2 separate regions of the Mus musculus genome follow, and region 2 is linked to region 1. Evidence: chromatin contacts called from public HiCAR-type data. All regions are on one chromosome and are shown on one strand. The core of a region is the stretch at or near the end of the contact, and the rest is flanking DNA. Distances in the headings are between cores, read along the strand shown. Region 1 overlaps Akap6 (A kinase (PRKA) anchor protein 6). Region 2 overlaps Npas3 (neuronal PAS domain protein 3).

Region 1 (5,330 bases), core at 2,815-5,314:
CTCCTAAGTAGGACAATTTAATTTGTCAAAAGTAACCACCGTGATTTCGAAAGTTCAGCTCCTATTTGGACTAGAGTTACGGAGCCAGAATTCATAATACGAGGAGCTGTCATTCTGCTGGTCTGTGTGTGCATTAACTATTAATGGAGAAATATTTAAAAACCCACTTGCAAAGGAAAAGCCCCATTTTTTTTCCATTTCTGCAGATCAAAGGTGACATTATTCTTGGGCTCGAGGAAGCTCTGTCACCTCCTCCCATCCTACACACTTTATAGACTGAGTGATCTGGAAATCTGTCATGGATGGGAGAGCTGGACTCTGCTGCGGCTCCTCTCCCAGCAGTCACCGCTGTCTTCACGGTCCTTTAAAGGCGCACCCTCTCTGGACCACCTGACCTCCACCAGTTTTATACTGCCTACAAAGCACAGACCACAGAGCTCACCATAATCCTGTGTTGATGTATTAACCAAAGGAAGTGCTAGTCTCAGCACTCGGGTGCAGTGGTTGGAGTCTGGTGATTATTATTATAACTGAACAATAGTTACTTTCAGATGACATGAATAGGTGTATGTCTTGAGAGAGTCCCTTAGCTATGCCGCAACAATATTAGCTCATAGGATTTCCAAGGAGCTAAAAGTAACTCTGCCAGCTTGAAAGCAATCTCAAAACTTACCCATCAAGACTTTCATACCAGGAAATTTACAGTGGATTTTTTTATATTTAATTTTTAAATTTTATTATTTTGTTTATTATTTATATATTTACCATATAGTTGTACATTTTAAGGAAACAATACAAGTTTTCTGTATCTTTCTCCATTAGTGTCTGATCCTAATGTCCTGTTTGTTAAAATGAACAATTTGTTTTGCCTAATAGTTACTGAATGTATTGATTAATTCTTATATTTATGAATTTTGGATTGTTAAGAATCTTCATGAAAATACTTTCTATATATATACATACAAACATATATATGTATACATACAAACATATATATGTATACATACAAACATATATATTTATACATACAAACATATATGTATATATACATACAAACATGTATATGTATACATACAAACATATATATGTTATACATATATATGTATACATATATTATGTGTATATATGTATACATATATTATATGTATATATGTATATATACATGTATACATACAAACATATATATATATACATACAAACATATATATGTATACATAAAAAATATATATATATATGTGTGTGTGTGTGTGTGTGTGTGTGTGTGTGTGTGTATGAGATGCAGTAGCACCTCCACAGAGTGCTATGAGGGAAGAAGGTTTTAAAGTAAAAATACAAACCAGAACTAGGGAAAATATGCATAGGCCAGCGGCTTGTTCTGTGAGAAGAGTAAGTATGGCTGACAAGAGCTGCATAGCCTGTAGCATCCCTCTCAGCTAAAAAAATAGAAGTTTGAGTTTCCTGGTAGCAAAAGCAAAAAAGGAAATATGTTCACTTATACAGTATGCGTTTTGTATGAAAAAGCCATAATAGTGCCTTTGAAGAAGCTAAGGCCATTGGATATATATATATATATATATATATATATATATATATATATCATGTCTACGAATATTTATTAAGTAGTTCTTTTGTACAAGTAAAATGGCAAATACAGTATTTGTAACATCTGAACTAATTTACAGTTCAATGACTTAGTCGCTAAGTAAATGTTAGAGACTTGGAGCACAGACCTCGCCAAGAGACTCCTGTTGATGAAAGTTAACCAAGCAAACAGAGGCAACAGGGGTGAATTAAAGTACTAGACAAATAAACATGGTTGAAATGCTAAGTAAAAACGACCTGGCAAGGAGAGAGTGAGGCTTAGAAGCAATGACGGGGAAGGGTGCACTTGGAGGAGCTCAGGAAAACACCATGTAGAAAAGTCGGGTAGGTGTGTAAAAAGCTTTGCAACTTTAAATGTGTGTGAAGTACGATTATATATTCCAAGGAATAAGAAATACAGAGTAAAAGAAGATAAATGGGACATACTTGGCTTGTTATCTTACGACAGCTGATGCCAAAGTGATGTTGTCATTGCTATGAACTGATCATAGAAAACAGATTAATCACGCTATGCCTATATTTTATAAACTCACGAATATCAACCCCCTGGAATAGATTCCTTTCATTTTGCTTTGGATGGAGCTGTTGTAAATAATTTCAGATGTTCCTTGATCCTCTCATGGCTAAACTCGAGTTCCTACAACTGGATTGTATATCTGCCTCATGGTTCAGGCTGTGTTGATTGGGCTTAGAATTAAAGAATATCTACTGAATATATATTATTTTTATATGTTGGTTTATAGACTAGAAATGTGAATTGAAATTTGAATTCTGATAATTGGGCATTATATTTGGATTTCAGTACCAAATTTTACATTTCAATATTGATTGTACCAAATGAAACAAATTAGCAATCATTCAAACAGTTAGGGAAAATGACACCACACACACACACACACACACACACACACACATACACACACACTTCTTGACAATTTTTTTTTACCTCATTCTTAGTTGATTAATTGGATAGCCTAATTGTATGTTACATTTAAAACTCCATTAAGAAAAGAAAAGTATGCTTAAAATCATTATAATATTTCAAATAACATTATCTGGTCATTTTTAAAGTGACCAGAACTGAATAAAATCCACCCATCTCCACTGCTATCTAGAAATGAACTTGCTTCATTTTTATTAAAGTTCAAAAAGCCCTTAGATTAACTGTCACATTAATTTGGGCATTGATGAATCACTGTTTGATATGGATACTCAGATTTATATTTTTCTCTTTTTAATTTGAGAGAGGGCAAAACTCTTCATGGAATGTTTAGGGGAAAGGCCGATGGGATGTTCCCAAACAACCTATGAAAAATAGTTCCTGCTGGAGCTTGTAAGTTCTATTTGATTCACCTTTTTTTTTTAAAGGGGAGGGAAAGAAGAAAGATTTTAGAGACTAGGATGCTAGGAAACAGTTGGCTCTGTACAGAGGTCGAGGAAGGGAAGCCCTGCCAAGAGTCTCCAAGAGTCTCCTGTGGTGCTGCTGTCCGGAAGGTGCGCTGGCTCTGGGGCTGGCCCTGTGGCATTGTGGCGCTGTTCTCTCTCTGGCTGGCCGGCTCTGGCCTAGAGTGGATCAAACAAGCTGTGGGGGGAAAGTTTCCCTCATTTGCATCACTTCTAGACAGCCCTGTCTTACTCTTTGCTGACAGGAAATCACTGTCTTTGTCACCTTTTCTCAGGGCCCTCCTTTTGGCAGAGATGGGCCATGTGACCACGTTTAATCACAACAGCAGGGCTGGCTGGAGGCTCTGACAGGTTTTCCTCCGCACTTCAATAAATGGGGTGGAGGAGTCAGGAGGAAATGACTACATTAATTTTATAGTGAAAAAGATAATTAACACTTGAAGGCCTGATGCTCTAACGCTAGAACCTATGGGGTTACTATTCAAAACAAAGTAAATTTATCAAAAACTTGTGAAAACTATCTTATTATTATTTATTTTAATCTTGAATGGTGAGATCTGGGCACGTTAGAGGGAAAAGGAGCAGGCAGGAGAGAGGGAGTGATTGCATGTGAGGAAGAGAGAGGAGTGGGGGAAAAAGAAGAGGAAATCCTAGCAGGCATTAGCTCTGTTTGCAAAAGCAACTTAACTGGGCTAAAGCTCCGCCATTCCGGGGCTGGAGGCGGGAGCGTGTAAAGTGCCGCCTCGATGATATGAATAGACACGGGCAAACAAAAGCAGCAGTGTGCTCCTAGAAAACTCTGCTTAAAGGAGTTTCCCTGGCAACAGAAATGCCGTTCCAAAAGTAGACAGAACTTTCCTCAGAAAACATACTATTAATAACAACCTTCCGGAACAACTTGGAACAATTTGACGACTTGGCAATAATGCTGCCAAGCGTCGAGCAAATTAATCTCACACATAGAGTTTATATTTCTCTTGTCTGTGGTTCTGCTGGGGCCCGCCTAGACCTCTGCTTTTCAGTGGCTCAGGGGTGAAAAGTATTTCTCAGTGCTGCCATGGAAAAAGGAAACTAAAGAGACCTCAGTGTCCAACATCACTGGCCAACGGTTGTGTTCAGCCTTGGGAACCTACCAAGAGATTTTAGTTTGAGGAGATGAGTGTATTCCAGTGAGAACTGCTACAGGAAATCACACACTTTAATCGCCCTCTTGAATATCTCTTTCCAATAGAGATGCTTCCTGGAAAAAGACTTACTAAGGGTTAACAGCCTTAGTCTGCCTCTCACGTGAAGCACCTCTGAGGCCATAGACTATATAAACGTAATATATAAATGTAATGCCAAATATAGGCTGACTGTTACTTTTTAAAGAACCATTATTTCTTGTCAGCTCAGAATGGACTCATCTTGGGTCTACTTAGCCAAAGGGAATCATTTGAATTCTCCTAAAGGCTGCTTGCCAGCTGAGAGTCGAATGCTCCCCTCCTCCGACCTTTCTCGAATCCTTGGATGTAAAGGTTAAAAGTAATCAATATCTCATTGTGCTGCTTGGTTTCAGGGTAATAAGTAATAACCATCATGTTAAATCCAAATGATCCCAGATTGCACCTAAATGAGCTGACCCGTTAGAGAGGTGGCGTTAATTGCAATCAGGATAACCAGGAGAGTTTGCTAATAAAAGTTTGATTTAATTGTAAAAGGAACAAAACAAAACAAAATAAAACAAAATTTAATCTTTAACTTTTTGAAAACTTTTACTTAATTAAATAGAAATGCATTATCTGCTTCTATGTTAATCTGAGAGCTTTGGCTCCGTGCCCAGTGTTTGTAAATTTCCTTCCGATTTCTATAAAAGTCCTTACAAGAAAGGGCACTGACTTCTTTGTGTCCCAATACTAAATGAAGCATATGAATTTTATTATTTATTTATTTATTTATTTATTTATTTATTTATTTATTTTGAGACAGGGTTTCTCTGTGTAGCCTGGGCTGTCCTGGAACTCACTCTGTAGACCAGGCTGTCCTCGAACTCAGAAATTCGCCTGCCTCTGCTTCCCAAGTGCTGGGATTAAAGGAGTGTGCCACCACGCCCGGCATGAATTTTAGATAAATGGAAATATCATCTACCAATTTTTTTAGCATCATCTAGTTTTAAACTACTTATATCTTTACAGCTTATATTCATTCTATTTTGACTAATGAAAATTAGTCTAAATAATTTAGAGCTAGAAAATTATATGATGTGTGATTAAACTTTATAGACTGCTATGAGTTTGGGCTTGCTATTTTGTTAAAAATTAGTAAAGTGCCAAAGCTTAAATACG
Region 2 (5,229 bases), core at 1,445-3,944, 640 kb after region 1:
TTGGGCATGCAGGTAGCCACTCTAATGGCCTATCTTTTCTTTTTTTTTTTAAACTGAAGTCTATAAGACCTATAACTTAACCTCTGACAGGTCCGAGTTCCTCCTACTCACCAATTTAATTAAGCAGTAACCACCAATATTTACAAAGAAAAAAAGTGCAATCATATTGAAATGACATACAGGTTCTGCTATAAAACAGAAGTTATCATGTTGCACAAGTCCCGTTACTGACCCAGATAGAGGATGCTGGAGACCAAAGTGGATGGTAAGATGTGCCACACCTCCACAAGGACATAATCCTACCCTGGCTGAAAGAGCTGCCAGTGGCTGCTTCAGAGTCATAGTAGCAAACAGTATTGTCTACAGAGACTACAGTGTAGTCTCTGCTGTAGGATACTCCTGGTGGCAGGACCTTTACTTTTCTCCAGAAGATGAGAAGGGAGACAGTCTTGAGGCATTGTCTTCTACTTTGGTGGCTTGTGCAAGGGGTGGTCACAGTGAAACAGGGCACTGAGCAGGGTTGGATTCACTTAAAAGGTACCTAACACACCCAGAGAGAAATTGCCCATCCATTTGTTTTTCTCATTAGCTCTTATAATTAATGTCTGTTTCACTATCTCTAATATTTTTCATCTGTTCTTATCAACTACTAGTAAATTAACTCATAATAAATATTTACCTGCTCATAGAAATGGAGCTTAAAAAAAAACAATGATCTGAATTTTACTTCTTTAGCTATTATTATTCTTAAGTGTTCATTAAAGGCACTTAGCCCAGATATCATAGGGGCAGAAAACGGAGCTTATAATCAAAAATCATGACCAAGCCATGCAGCACACCGCAGATTAGTAAGAAACAGAGTGACAAGCATATTCAATCCTAATTTATAAGAAACAGGAGCCTTTCAGACTGATGATGCTAATCTAGAGTAAATTGTTAATTCATACACTTAGATCCAATAAAGGATTAACAGCCATATAAACAGACCAGGCAAAAGGATTTGACTTAATGCCAATAGGCTGAGGCAGGCAAGCCCACCAAGGTTGTGTGGATAGATCTACTTGGCCCGACTCTTCTATCTTTTCTTCTTCCCACAGATGGGAAGGAGACCCCTCCTTCACAACAAAGGTCCCAGTGTCTTTATGGCAGCTCTTACAGAGTCAGAGGAAGACCATAATGGAGTATTTAGGTTTTCTGAGTGGCTTTGGGGAAAAGTACTTCTGGGGTTTTAGACCCAGTTTGGAGAGGAGGAATTCTAGTTTTTATGGCTGCATTTGGGAAGGAAATAGGTCAAGAGATAGACAAGAAGAAGTCTAGAAGGAAACTTTGCTTCTGAGACTTTCTCTGAGGCCTTCATTCTGGTGAATCGTTCTGGTGAGATGCCTGAAAAGACTGTGTGATGGGCACTTGGCATTGGTATGAGAGTTTATAGGTAATGACAGAGTCTATCTTCTGAAATGAGAGTTGTATCTAGCTTTCTATGCATCAACTGACAGATGAGAACTAGAATATATTCTCCGCTTCTAGTACCAAGTCCTCCCTGGGAGACTGGCGTTGTGGATGAGGGGCTCTTCCTGGTCTTGTCTTCTTGTCTGTCTGGATGTTTCTGTTCTCCATGTCTGTGCTGTAATGTCAGCATCTTCTCTTGGGCCTTGCTTACCGAGCACAGTGTATGAGTACTCTTTTCTTTCCCATCAGCTCAAGTCCTTGGTCTTGACACACTGATTGGCAGAGTGAGCCTGGCTTCTGGTGTGTTCTGCCTCCTATTGGCTGTCTGCTTCACCTTGGCTGGGAATGGCTGGAAACGGGGGCATGTCGCTGTAGCCCACTGTCACAGTGACGTGTATGATCTGGACTCCTGTTCTCTGTCTGCTGCTGCATCCTTTCTGCACCCTGCCTTCCCTCACCCTCTGCAACTTCACGGTGTCTGGAAAGTATCTTGAATCCCTTTAGGCAGGAAGCAAGCGGTCTTTTGCGACAGAATAGGAGCTCTACTGGAACTCTCCATGGGACACAGCCTCCTCACCTCTGAACTAATGCACAAATGGGTAACTGAGAAGCATTTCTTCTTTCTATATTTTGATTGATGCGAATAATAAATGCAAGGGGAGTGAATGGGGATGAAGCCACAAGGCTGATTGCAAGGAGTCACTGAGTTCTTGTGTCCTGATAACAGGTGATTTAGATTAAAGCACTGAAAAGCACTGTCCCCCAACACTATGTCTGACCCCCTTCCATCAGATAACATTTAATGTAGGTACTCAGAGAGCCATTTGCACTGGTGGGTTTTTTGATTTTGTTCTTTGTTTTCTTTTTGTTTTGCTGGAGTTGAGCACACTCTCTCAGGGTGCTAATTTGGAGTGCTTCCATTGTTATTTTTGTCTTGGTCCACACCTGCAGGGAGGAGGAAGAACAAGGTCTAACACTCCATCTCATTCCATCTCAGTAAACTTTCACCCACCCAGGGAGAGAAGCCAGGAAAAGGAAGAGAAACTGCTCTTTAACGTCAACCACCACACCAACCATACAAAGTGTCAAACACTGCGGAATCATTGCTTCTGTGTTTAAGTTAACCTTTAGCAGTACAAGCATGCTTAGCTCTGCCCATCCCTGTGTGAGCAGAGAGGGTGGAGAGACTGGGAGAGTGAAGCAAGCAGCAAGGTAAAGAGGGCTGAAGGGAGGGAGGGGAGCCTTCTAGTGCTGTGCTAATGACCCCTGAAAGCCAGGAAGCTGTGACCATGGAGAATCTGAACATCAGCATTTGTGACTCAGATCTCCTTTTAGGACTTTTTTTTTTTAATGCTTCAAGGAATCCAACAAAAACCCCAAGCAGGAAAACTTGAGTAATCCTCTGCCAGCTGGCTTCCTCTAGCCCTCCACTGCTGCCTTTTTCTAAAGAGTACAGCTTTTCATGTCCTCACATCTACTAGTCAGCAAAGCGATTTTCCTGAAATTGCATTTCAACAATGGAATAGTATTCAGTCATGAAAATATGAAATTCTGCCACTGGCAGCATCAGAGATGAACCCAAAGAGTGCTTGTTATATCAACGAAATAAAGCCAGATTAAAACAACAGGGATATCATATACTAGTCACATGGGCTCTGTGAACATTCATCTTACAGATATGGAGTGTGTTCACAGAGCTATAAGGAGAGGAGGATGGCAAGAGGTCTGTCAACAGGTGTGAACACGTAACAAACAGGAGTGAGAGAGTCTGCTCTGCACAGTAGGGTTACCACAAGTAATGATATGCTTTGTACTTCAAGTAGCTGGAAGAAGAGTTTGAACATTCTTGCAAAAAAAAAAAATGTAAGCATATAAGTGATAGATATGACAGTTGCCCTGATTTGATCATTCTGTAATGTATGCATGTATCAGGAAATCACTTTGTGCCCTAAACATGCACAATTACTATGTGTCAATCAAAAATCAAACTGAAAAAGAAAGCATATCAGATCATAGGAGAGCATGAAGCCTGCAGAGAGAGTGCATGAAGCCCACAGAGAGGAGCTGTTCCCAATAATCTCTGTGCTTATATTTTGGTTAGAGGAACAAAGAGGCCAGGTACACAGCTTTTAACCTAGGACTGTGTTTTCCTATCCCAGATTCAAAATTTATGAATACCTTCAGAGGGTGTGCTTGGAAGAGCAGACCTTCCTAATCACTTGTTAGCTTAACAATAAACCATTGAAGCTACTAATTTGCCTATAAACACACGATCCCACTGGAATTGCCCGACACAGTACAGTTCAAAGGGCCTAATAATTGCCCAGTTCTTTCCTATGGAACTGTTTCAACCCCTGCTGAACCTCAGAGGACAAAGAGTGGGAAGGGAACCCTGCCTCCTTCCCTGTTAGCCTGGTGCAGATCTTAAGCAGGACCTGTGGTCACTAATAGAGCCCTTGACTTCTCACCAGACCTCTCCCTCTCCGGGAGGGCTGTGTATTCAGATGGTTTTCTATCCTGGTGCCTCTGGATACCAACGTCCCAGTGGAGAAGCCACTTTCTGTTCAGAGGCAATGGCAAAGACTCCTTCTGGAGTGCTGTCCCTGACCAAGAGCCATGAAAGCCACCCCTTCAGGTCCCAGGGAAGGGCCCATTTCCTGGCCTCTATAGTTTGGGGGAAATTCTCCCAGTGCTCCCTGCAGTGAAGATGAGGTACAACTGCTGACGACCTGGGCTGTCATCTTCTTTTTCCACTTTAATTTTGCATAATTATTTTGGTGTTCTCTAGATTCTTAGCATTATGTTAATTCATATGATTTCTCATTTCCACGTGAAATAATAATAAAAAAAACTTAAAAATATTAGCAGTGGTTATATGACTTCAAATAACAAGAATTGAGACTGGCTTGTTCCGGGTCTGCCAGCCTCGTGCGAGTCCAAACTGATCTATTACTATATAACTCCCTTTGAATCCAAGAGTCTTTGTGTCACCTGCTTTCTATTTCTCCTCTATTTCTCTGTTTTCTCTCTCTCCCAAATTCTGTTTGAAATGGGGGTGTTAAAAACAGCTGTCTCAAGGAACTGTGGCCTTTCTTGGCCCATCTCATATGAGGGGTGCGTTAATCTGGCCCCCATTGAACACTGTGCCCCCTTTGGGGGGGTCAGGATATAGTAAAAATGAACACATATAGTATTAGCAGTTCAGAATGATTTGTGGCCTCCGGTTCCTCTCTTTTAAGGGTGGCTAAGATGAATAAAAGCCAAAATGTGAATATCAAAAATGTGCAGACTCAGCAAAATAAACTCATTCTCATATATATATATAAACACACACACATTGCTTCCTTGATTAAGGCTCAACACATATGCAGACAGAGAATATGAAATTTAGTTATGACAGTTACTGCACACCTAGAACATTCTTTATTAATCACTAGAAAACATAGTTCTTAACATGGTTTAAAAAAATGAATGCGCCTTCAGACCTGATCAGTGACGTTTCTTCATATAGTGAATGGCAGTTAACACCCCACTAGTCAAAGTACAGAGGAGTTTCCATAAACCATAAATGTGACATCTATATGTTACCCCCTACCCACAGTGTACCAGAACCATTTCAGAAGAAGAGAAAGATCAGTAGTTCTCAGCCTTCCTAGTTCTGGAAGCCTTTTAATGGAGCTGGAGCGCCTTGTGCTGTAGTGACCTTCAGCCGTAAGATTATTTTGTTGCCATGTCATAACTGTAATTTTGGTTTTGTGATGAATCGTAATGAAAATGTCT

Evidence for each region. HiCAR-type assays count read pairs that join an accessible place to other places.
Region 2: a contact with region 1 is called in a HiCAR-type map of astrocytes, with 2.7 times the contacts expected there. The contact joins two enhancer-like sites. A contact is called at or near these places in 2 of 115 datasets of contacts at active chromatin or transcription factors (astrocytes and embryonic stem cells).

Annotation. Positions count from the first base shown.
Region 1 is chr12:53,029,752-53,035,081 of GRCm38.p6, forward strand. The region is part of intron 9 of Akap6 (A kinase (PRKA) anchor protein 6); the gene reads left to right. Among named protein-coding and RNA genes, the nearest start is that of Npas3, 220 kb to the right of the region's middle. Within about 2 kb of position 4,065, at least 157 of the 459 cell types and tissues checked have an H3K27ac peak or open chromatin away from gene starts, as enhancers often do. A contact at or near this core is called in astrocytes, where this site is marked.
Region 2 is chr12:53,674,602-53,679,830 of GRCm38.p6, forward strand. The region is part of intron 4 of Npas3 (neuronal PAS domain protein 3); the gene reads left to right. Among named protein-coding and RNA genes, the nearest start is that of Gm35614, 150 kb to the right of the region's middle. Within about 2 kb of position 2,695, at least 5 of the 459 cell types and tissues checked have an H3K27ac peak or open chromatin away from gene starts, as enhancers often do. A contact at or near this core is called in astrocytes, where this site is marked.